2 separate regions of the Oryctolagus cuniculus genome follow, and region 2 is linked to region 1. The links are chromatin contacts, called in public Micro-C maps. All regions are on one chromosome and are shown on one strand. The core of a region is the stretch at or near the end of the contact, and the rest is flanking DNA. Distances in the headings are between cores, read along the strand shown.

What was found. A called contact is a pair of places that touch in the nucleus more often than the background predicts.
Region 2: a contact with region 1 is called in a Micro-C map of ear pinna, with 2.7 times the contacts expected there. The contact joins the promoter of ARPC5 here to the enhancer-like site in region 1. A contact is called at or near these places in 2 of 6 Hi-C or Micro-C datasets (ear pinna and an unstated tissue).

Annotation. Positions count from the first base shown.
Region 1 is chr13:1,479,643-1,483,164 of mOryCun1.1, forward strand. It overlaps SMG7 (SMG7 nonsense mediated mRNA decay factor), which reads left to right. Exons shown (of 22, transcript XM_051841431.2): 16 at 431-802; 17 at 1,384-1,533; 18 at 2,913-2,993; 19 at 3,349-3,508. Among named protein-coding and RNA genes, the nearest start is that of NCF2, 21 kb to the right of the region's middle. Within about 2 kb of position 1,854, at least 2 of the 8 cell types and tissues checked have an H3K27ac peak or open chromatin away from gene starts, as enhancers often do. A contact at or near this core is called in ear pinna, where this site is marked.
Region 2 is chr13:1,523,635-1,527,456 of mOryCun1.1, forward strand. It overlaps ARPC5 (actin related protein 2/3 complex subunit 5), which reads right to left and starts at 2,114. Exons shown (of 4, transcript XM_070055012.1): 1 at 1,871-2,114; 2 at 838-919. The coding sequence starts at 2,013. It overlaps RGL1 (ral guanine nucleotide dissociation stimulator like 1), which reads left to right and starts at 2,167. Exons shown (of 20, transcript XM_070055004.1): 1 at 2,167-2,300; 2 at 3,409-3,527.

The DNA of each region.
Region 1 (3,522 bases), core at 604-3,103:
GTGAGTGGGGCCCTGCCTGGACGAGCAGTGACCGTGGGCACCCAGGAGCGGTCTGCACCCTGTGGGAACATTGCAGGGTCCCTTGTTTTCACCAGTGGGCAGTGTGCTCGACCCCCACTGCCAGCCTTTGCCACCGGTGGTCAGCATTCTGGGAATGACCGCAGCAGGCAAACGGGCCGAGACGGATGTGGCACCGATTTCAGTTGCTGTCACCCGCAGCACTTGAAGCAGAGGGGGACTGTCTCACACGCAGCTGTTACCACGAGAGGGAGTGCAGTGTGGTGTCTGCCCTGGGCTCTGTGCTGAAGAGCCAGGCGGCTGGAGCGTCTGACGAGCTGTGGCCCTGGCGTCAGACCCTGGGTTCATCCTGAGATTGCTGTGTGCTGGTTCTAGGTGATGATGCCTTCTTACGTCCGTCTCTGTTTTTCAGTATCAACAGGCAGATGCCTCCAAACAGCTGTGGAATCCCCCTCAGGTGCAAGGCCCTTTAGGGAAAATCCTGCCCGTGAAACAGCCCTGCTACCTTCAGACCCAAGACCCCGTGAAGCTCTTTGAGCCGTCATTGCAACCTCCAGTGATGCAGCAGCCGCCTCTCGAGAAAAAAATGAAGCCTTTCCCCCTGGAGCCATATAACCACAGCCCCTCAGAAGTCAAAGTCCCGGAGCTCTACTGGGACTCCGCCTACAGCGTGGCAGACAGCCGCGCCGTCATGCCACAGCCAGCAAACGTGGACCGCAGGGGCAAGCGGCCACCCGGAGTCTTCCGTCCAGAGCAGGATCCCGTGCCCAGGATGCCGTTCGAGGTGTGTGTCCTTTCTGTCCCTCCCCAGGCACCTGAAGATGGGTCCGCTAGTGTCACACAGATCGGCCATCCGTGACTGCTCGGGCGCAGGGTCGTCCTGAGCAGTGCAGGAGGCCCCCTCCAGCTGCCGGGAGCTCGCCTGGGCTGGCGAGGAGTCTGGAGAAAGCTCTCGCCAGCCTGGAGGGTGCGCGGCTCCTCCGAGTCGGGCTGACTCACCTAAGTCTGAAAACGGTTCACTGAGGATTTAGTTGGTTTCCGAAAGGAACAAAGCCGGCGTCTTAGTGCAGTTCCCTCTCCTCGCCCTTCTTATTCCCGGGAACCGGGCGTCTGCTGGTAGTTGTGCAGCGGATCCGTTTCTCTGTCTTTAGCTCCCTTGTGTCTCGGGGTCTGCCCTGTCGGGGTCTCGCTGCTTCGTTGTCTTGCCTGCACCTGCATTCTGGAGCTCCGCCCTCTTGTAGCACCCGACTGCCGGTCGCTCACTCCCCTCCCTTGCCCGTGGTTGCCTTGTCCACCTCCCTCGTCGTGCCGCCCCCTGCAGCCCCCTGCAGCCCCCCGGTCTCACGTGGTCCTCTCTGCCACTAGGACCCCAAGGGCTCCCCTCTGCTCCCCCCGGACCTGTTACAGAGCCTGGCTGCCCTAGAGGACGAGGAGGAGCTCATCTTTTCCAACCCTCCCGACCTTTGCCCAGCCCTTCTGGGGCCTCTCGCCTCTCTCCCCGGACGGAGCCTCTTTGTATGTATTCGACTTAATTCTGCTTCCTGCCCTAACCCCCGCTGCTTTCTGGAGTTGTGTAGCACAGTTGATAGGTGATTCCCCGGTATGCAGTAGAAGGCGTGACTCCTGGGAAGGAGGTGGCTGCCCGTGTCGGACTCTGTAGTTCCCCGTCAGAGCATCACAGCTCGGCTCCCTGGGGCCCAGAAGCCCCCACGGGGGGTGTGCGGGCCCGGGGAGCTGCTGGCAGTGACGGCCTCGCGGGGCCTCCTGGGCCAGCCTCTCAGATGTGCTTTGTCTTGCTTAGGGACACTGAGGGTTTTTTTTTCCTCAGTTGTTTTCAAAACATGAAAAGGAATTTGTTCTAGATTCTTTGACTGACGTCATTAAGTAGGCGAGCTGAACGGAGGAGTCCTGATGTGAATTCCGAGTTGGGCTCATAGCAGAGTAGCTGAAGACAGATGCCTTGTGTTTGTAAACACTGCAGCTGCAGAAGAGGGCGGGGGGTGGGGGGGACAGAAATGCACTCCCGGAGCGGAGGAGGGTGCCGGAACACGCCCCTCGGGTCTGCAGGGAGGAGGGCACGTGCTGTGCTGCCCCTGCCCCGGAGTGAACAGAGACCTCTTCGTTGTACGTTTTTGCTGTTTCTTTCCCACAAACACGGGGCAAGAAAACACTTGTAAGATTAAAATGTTAATTTTAGTGTCAGGAGAAGTAAAAACTGCACTTTGATGGCAGCCCTGGCACTCGAGGGCTCCTGAGAGTTTGCCAGATGAGCGGCGGTGGAGGCCCCTCCCCGTAGCAGCGTGAAAGACCTGAGAGCTGCGCGCAGTCCTGCCGCTGGCCAGGCTGGGGCGCTGTCCCCTTCCTGGAGCTGGTGCTGGAAAGCGCCAGCCACTCGGTGGCAGTGAATGATAGACGTCAGCTTTTTCCCCTAATAAATGGGAGTTGGAGCGGAGCAGCTGTTCAGTATGGACTGCAGCCAGCAGTGCGTGGGGAGCGGGCTACAGAGCCAGCGGGCGTGGATTTGGGAGGCTTGCTCGGTCACCAGTTTGAGGGTTTGAAGCACTTCGGGGGGGGGGGGGGCAGTGCCGAACAGTTCAGCCTCTTCGTCAGAGATGGTTTACAGTGCAGCTGCTGACAAGGGGCTCCTGAGGTTCCTGCCTAGCGAACCCTCGGGGTGCTGCTCCCCGGGGCCCGGCCCTGCCGCCCCCCACCCTCCCGGCAGCCGGCACTGGCCTGGTGTCGCGGCGTTAGCCAGTGTGCGTCCGCCGCTCAGCCTCGCCTCGTACGCTCTGGCAGGGCCGAGCGTGCTGGCGGTCACCTTGTCCGTGTGTGGTCACTCGGGATACTGAGCAAATGCAAGGCCTGACGACAATGCCTTTCTTTCCGGACTGAAGAAATCCTTGTTGGAGAAGCCGTCGGAGCTCATGTCGCACTCGTCCTCCTTCCTGTCTCTCACCGGCTTCTCCCTCAGTCAGGTGGGTGAAGGGCTGGGCGGCACCTGTGTGGCTCCGCCTTCTCTTCTGTGTTGGATGTCTGCCAGGAGTTTGAGTTTGTCCTGTCTGTCTCTGCAGCAGGCGAGTGACTGGTACACTCGAGTTTGAACCCTCTGACGTCTCATTGATGTCGAAATCCTTTGGGCTGTGTTGTTCAGCAGATAAATGATTCGCGCTTTCTAAGCCGAGTGGTTATTACATGGAGAAAAGGCAGAGGGGAGATAGTGTGGAAGAGACAAGAAAAGCTGTTGCAAGTGTGTCTGGCCGGGCAGAGCGGCAGGCGTGAGGGCTCGTCGCCTGGGTCTCCGGGGTGGTGTGACCAGACTCTGTCTTCCAGGACAGGCACCCGAGCAGCAGTGTGTTCAGCGAGGTGTACGGGAAGAACCTGGCGGCTGGCTCCAAAGCAGAGCTGAGCCCCGCCCTGGCCCCCCAGGAAACGTCACTGTACTCCCTGTTCGAAGGGACCCCGTGGTCTCCGCCACTTCCTGCCAGTTCAGGTACTCAGTCCTCC
Region 2 (3,822 bases), core at 864-3,363, 44 kb after region 1:
AAACAAACCTGCTGCTAAGGAAAACACTCACGTCCATCGCTACACAGAGGAGCGAAGCTATAAAGCTTCTCCTCGAAAAAACACTCACAGAAAAATCCTATGAACATAGGGTAGCCCCAGAAGGTAGTCACTTTTACCACTGCCTGGCTTCTGCTGAATATTCATATAACTAAGCAAGAGAGAGACGGAGAGAGGGGCACAGAGAGAAGTCCCATCTGCTGGCACTGGGGTGGGACAAAGCCAGGCGCTGTGGCCATCAGCGGCCTCCTAGGGTGACCGTCAGCAGGAGCCAGGGCCTGGACGTTGACAGCTAAGTGCCGCGCCTGGCCTATGGAACCTGTTCGTTTTTGTGCCAGTTTTTTGTCTCAAAGCCTTTGCCTAGATCCAGCCCGAGGGCCCTCTGAACGCCACAGGAATGGTTCCCCCCCCCCACGCAGAACTTCCCGCGTCCAGAACACGCGTTCTCCGAAGTCGGCCAGGGTGCTGTTTTCTTAAATCTTCTTTTTCTTTTTTTAAAAAGGTCTATTTGTTTGAAAGGCAGGGAGAGAGGGAGAGAGATCTTCCACCCGCTGGCTCCCTCCCCGAATGGCGGCAAGAGCCGCAGCTGGACCCATCTGAAGCCGGAGCTTCTCCCTGGTCTCCCGTGTGGGAGCAGGGGCCCAAGCCCTGGGGCCACCCTCTGCGCTGGGCCCTCAGCAGGGGGCTGGACGGAAGTGGAGCAGCGGGCTGCTGGGCTGGCCGCCGTTTCCAGCCCCATCAAAGCGCGCCCTGAGCCCTCCTGTGTCGGACGGTCCCCAGCTGGCCGGCCGGTTGTGTGGCCGGGTGGGTGGCACTCACCTTCACCGCCTGGCTCCTGGTGTTGATGGGAGGGTTCTTCAGCGCCGCCTGCAGGGCGGCTGTCATGTTCCCTGTGCTGGCGGTTAAGGGGCAACAGCGGGGGCAGCCGGGGGCAGCCGAGGGCAGCGGCCAGCCCCTGGGACCGGTGCTTCTCGGGACTCAGAAACGCCCTCGGGGTGCCGACCAAAGGTAACAGCGCACTGGGGGGCTATTTTTGGTTCGCACCATCAGAGATCGCCTGGTAACGCTGCCCTCACGGGACACCTTCGGCAGACTGCAGAGGTGCCGAGACCCGAAACGCACGTCAGGATCCCACGCCCTCAGGTCTCCGGGAAGCCGCCATCTCCCGCGGCGCTACGTGGGCGCACAAAGACACACCTCGGCCTCGCTGCGCGGCGACGCCCCGGCTCTCGGGTGGACGGTGGACGGCTCCATTTCCTGGAGGCCACACCTAGCAGTCCGCGAAGGCGCCAGGGAGCAGGGAGCAGGCAAGGAAGCGGGCCAATCAGGCCGGCGGCAGGCACAGCCATTCCCCTAAAAGGAGAAGCCCCGGCCGCCGCCCCTCCCTCGCCATCGCTGCAGCCGGCCTCTGGCTTCCGGGGCCCACCCAGCGGGCCCACGGCGCCGCGGGGTCCAGGCTGCACAGCCCCAGGCCCTCACACGGCCGCCACGGCAGGACGCGGGCCCGAGCGGTCCCCACGCACCGCCGCGGGGCGCGGACAGCCCGAGCACGCGGGCGCCGCGGCGGCTCCTGCCAGCGCCCCCGTGTCCCCCACGGATCCGGTGCAAACGCGGACCCGGTCACAGCTGCTCAGACACGCCCAGGGCAGCAGGCACCGCCGGACAGCGGCTTCCCGCGAACGCCCGGCCCGCACTCCCGGGGCTCCACGCACTCCCGGGGCTCCACCTACTCCCGGGGCTCCGCGCACTCCCAGAGACTCCACGCACTCCCGGGGGCTCGGCGTCCGCCTGCCGGCTCCGCGCACTCCCGGGGCTCCACGCACACCCACGCACACCCCCGCCGCAAGGATATTGCCGCAGGCACGAGTCCACCTCGCCCTCGTCCGGCCCCGCCTGGCCGTCGCCGCCGTCTTCCTCGTCCACGAACTTGTTCTCGTCGTACTCATCCACGTCCACCTTCCGGAACCGCGCCGACGACACCGTGTTCTTCGACATCGCCGCCGCCCGCCGCCCTCGAGCCTCCGCGGCGCCCCCCCGACCGCTGCGAGCCGCCGCTGCCGACTCACTTCCCGCTTCCGCCCCGGGGCGTGGCCGGCCGCGCGGCTCGGGGGCTCCGCGCATGCGCGAGGCCGGCGCCCGCCCCCTCGGCGCGCAGGCGCGACTCTCCGCCGCGGGGCGGGGCGCGGCGGGCGGTGGCGAGACGCGATTGGGCGCTCGCGCGCGTCACGTGACGCGGGTTCCCTTAGAAACGCGGGCCTGCGGTCCAGCCTAACGGGTCTCAGGTGGGCGGCGGCGGGGTAGCCGGGGCTTTCCAGTCAGCTGTCTCCGCGGCCCCGCGTGAGGGCCGGGCGCGCTGCGGCCCTCTTGTCGGCAGGACCGAGGGGCGGAGGGATGCGTGTCCGGGCGCCCGCATCCTCCCGCGCCTCCCGGACGCCGCCGGGGCCGCTCCCCGGGCTGCAGTCGCCGCGCGGCCCGCGGGGTCCCCGGACTGAGCCGCACGCGCGGCCGCCCCGCGAGCGGACCCCGACCCACTCGGCCTCCGTCGGTCGGCGGCGGGGCAGGGGCCGGGCTGGGCGGCAGAGCCGGGGGTGAGCCTGCGGGGCTCGCGGTGCGGGCGTTCGGGGCGGGGGCGCGTGGGCTCCCGGCGCTGAGGGGACCCGGCCCCGCCACTCGTGTTTTTGGGGCGCGTTTCGGGACCTCGGAGGGCGGAGCGCGCCCTGCGTGTGCGCCTCCCGTCTCGCGGCCGGGCCCTCCCACTCATTACCCGATGCCTCCTGGAGCAGACGCGCCACGCGTGTGGAAAACGCGTGTTACCCGTGACGCCGGCCTCGCGCCCCCCCCCCCCCCACGCGGAGCCCGCACGCAGAAGGTGCCCAGCGCGTGCGTGGTGCGGCGGGCAGCGCGGGGAGAGAGAGGGGCGCAGAGGCCGGGGGAGACCTACGCGGGTACTCTCGGCCCCTCGCAGAGCTCCTGGGCAGCGGTGCGGGGCAGTAGCCTGAGATCCACGCCTAGCCAGAGTCCCGCACACAGCTCACGGAGGCTGCGTGTGACAGGAGACCCGCGCGTGGGCTTCAAAGCCTCCTTGCAGTAAAATCAGTGTTTTCCTATTCCCACGGACTTGGCCAAGTTCTGCGCGCAAGAAAGCTGGGGAATGGGAGGGGGGTGGCGTTTGAGTGAGGAGTCGGCCAGCTGGCCTTTTCCCCCCAGGGCTGTCACCGGCTACCCAGGTGACACAGTGGGCACTGCGGGCCACCTGCTGGCCTTGTTGCTGCGGCGACTGGCGTTATGTAAGAACGGTGTATTTTGGTGTTTCCTGCTGACTTTAGCGCAGGCATAGGCAGTGCTTCTTCAGATGCCCAAGCTGACTGTACTTTTTTCTTTTTCATCAAGATTTTCCGCAAGAGGAAACTGAACCTGGGAGGCGCTGCCGGGTGGAAATGGCAGGGAAGATGGCGGAGCCGGGGCCTCCCGCGTCCTGCGCGCCTGTCCCTCCAGGGGGTCTCGCTTAGGTAATCCTTGGAGACTGGGGCCGTGTTGGGTGCACGTCGGCCTGAGGAGCAGCCGGGGGGATGTAGGGCGGCCTCTGGAATTGTTTGCCGATCGTGGGCTCAGCACTGCGCTCTGGAATGGGTCGAGCGTTACCAGTTCTTACCAGTTCTCACCAGTTCTCACCAGTTCTCAGCCAAGCGCCTCCCCTGAGATGTTGGACACGCGCCCTCCAGGGAGTGTGTTAATTTCACGGTGCTGCCAGTGCCTGTGCACAGCAGGCGCTCACCTGTGTCCTCCTTCACAGCAGGCGCTCAC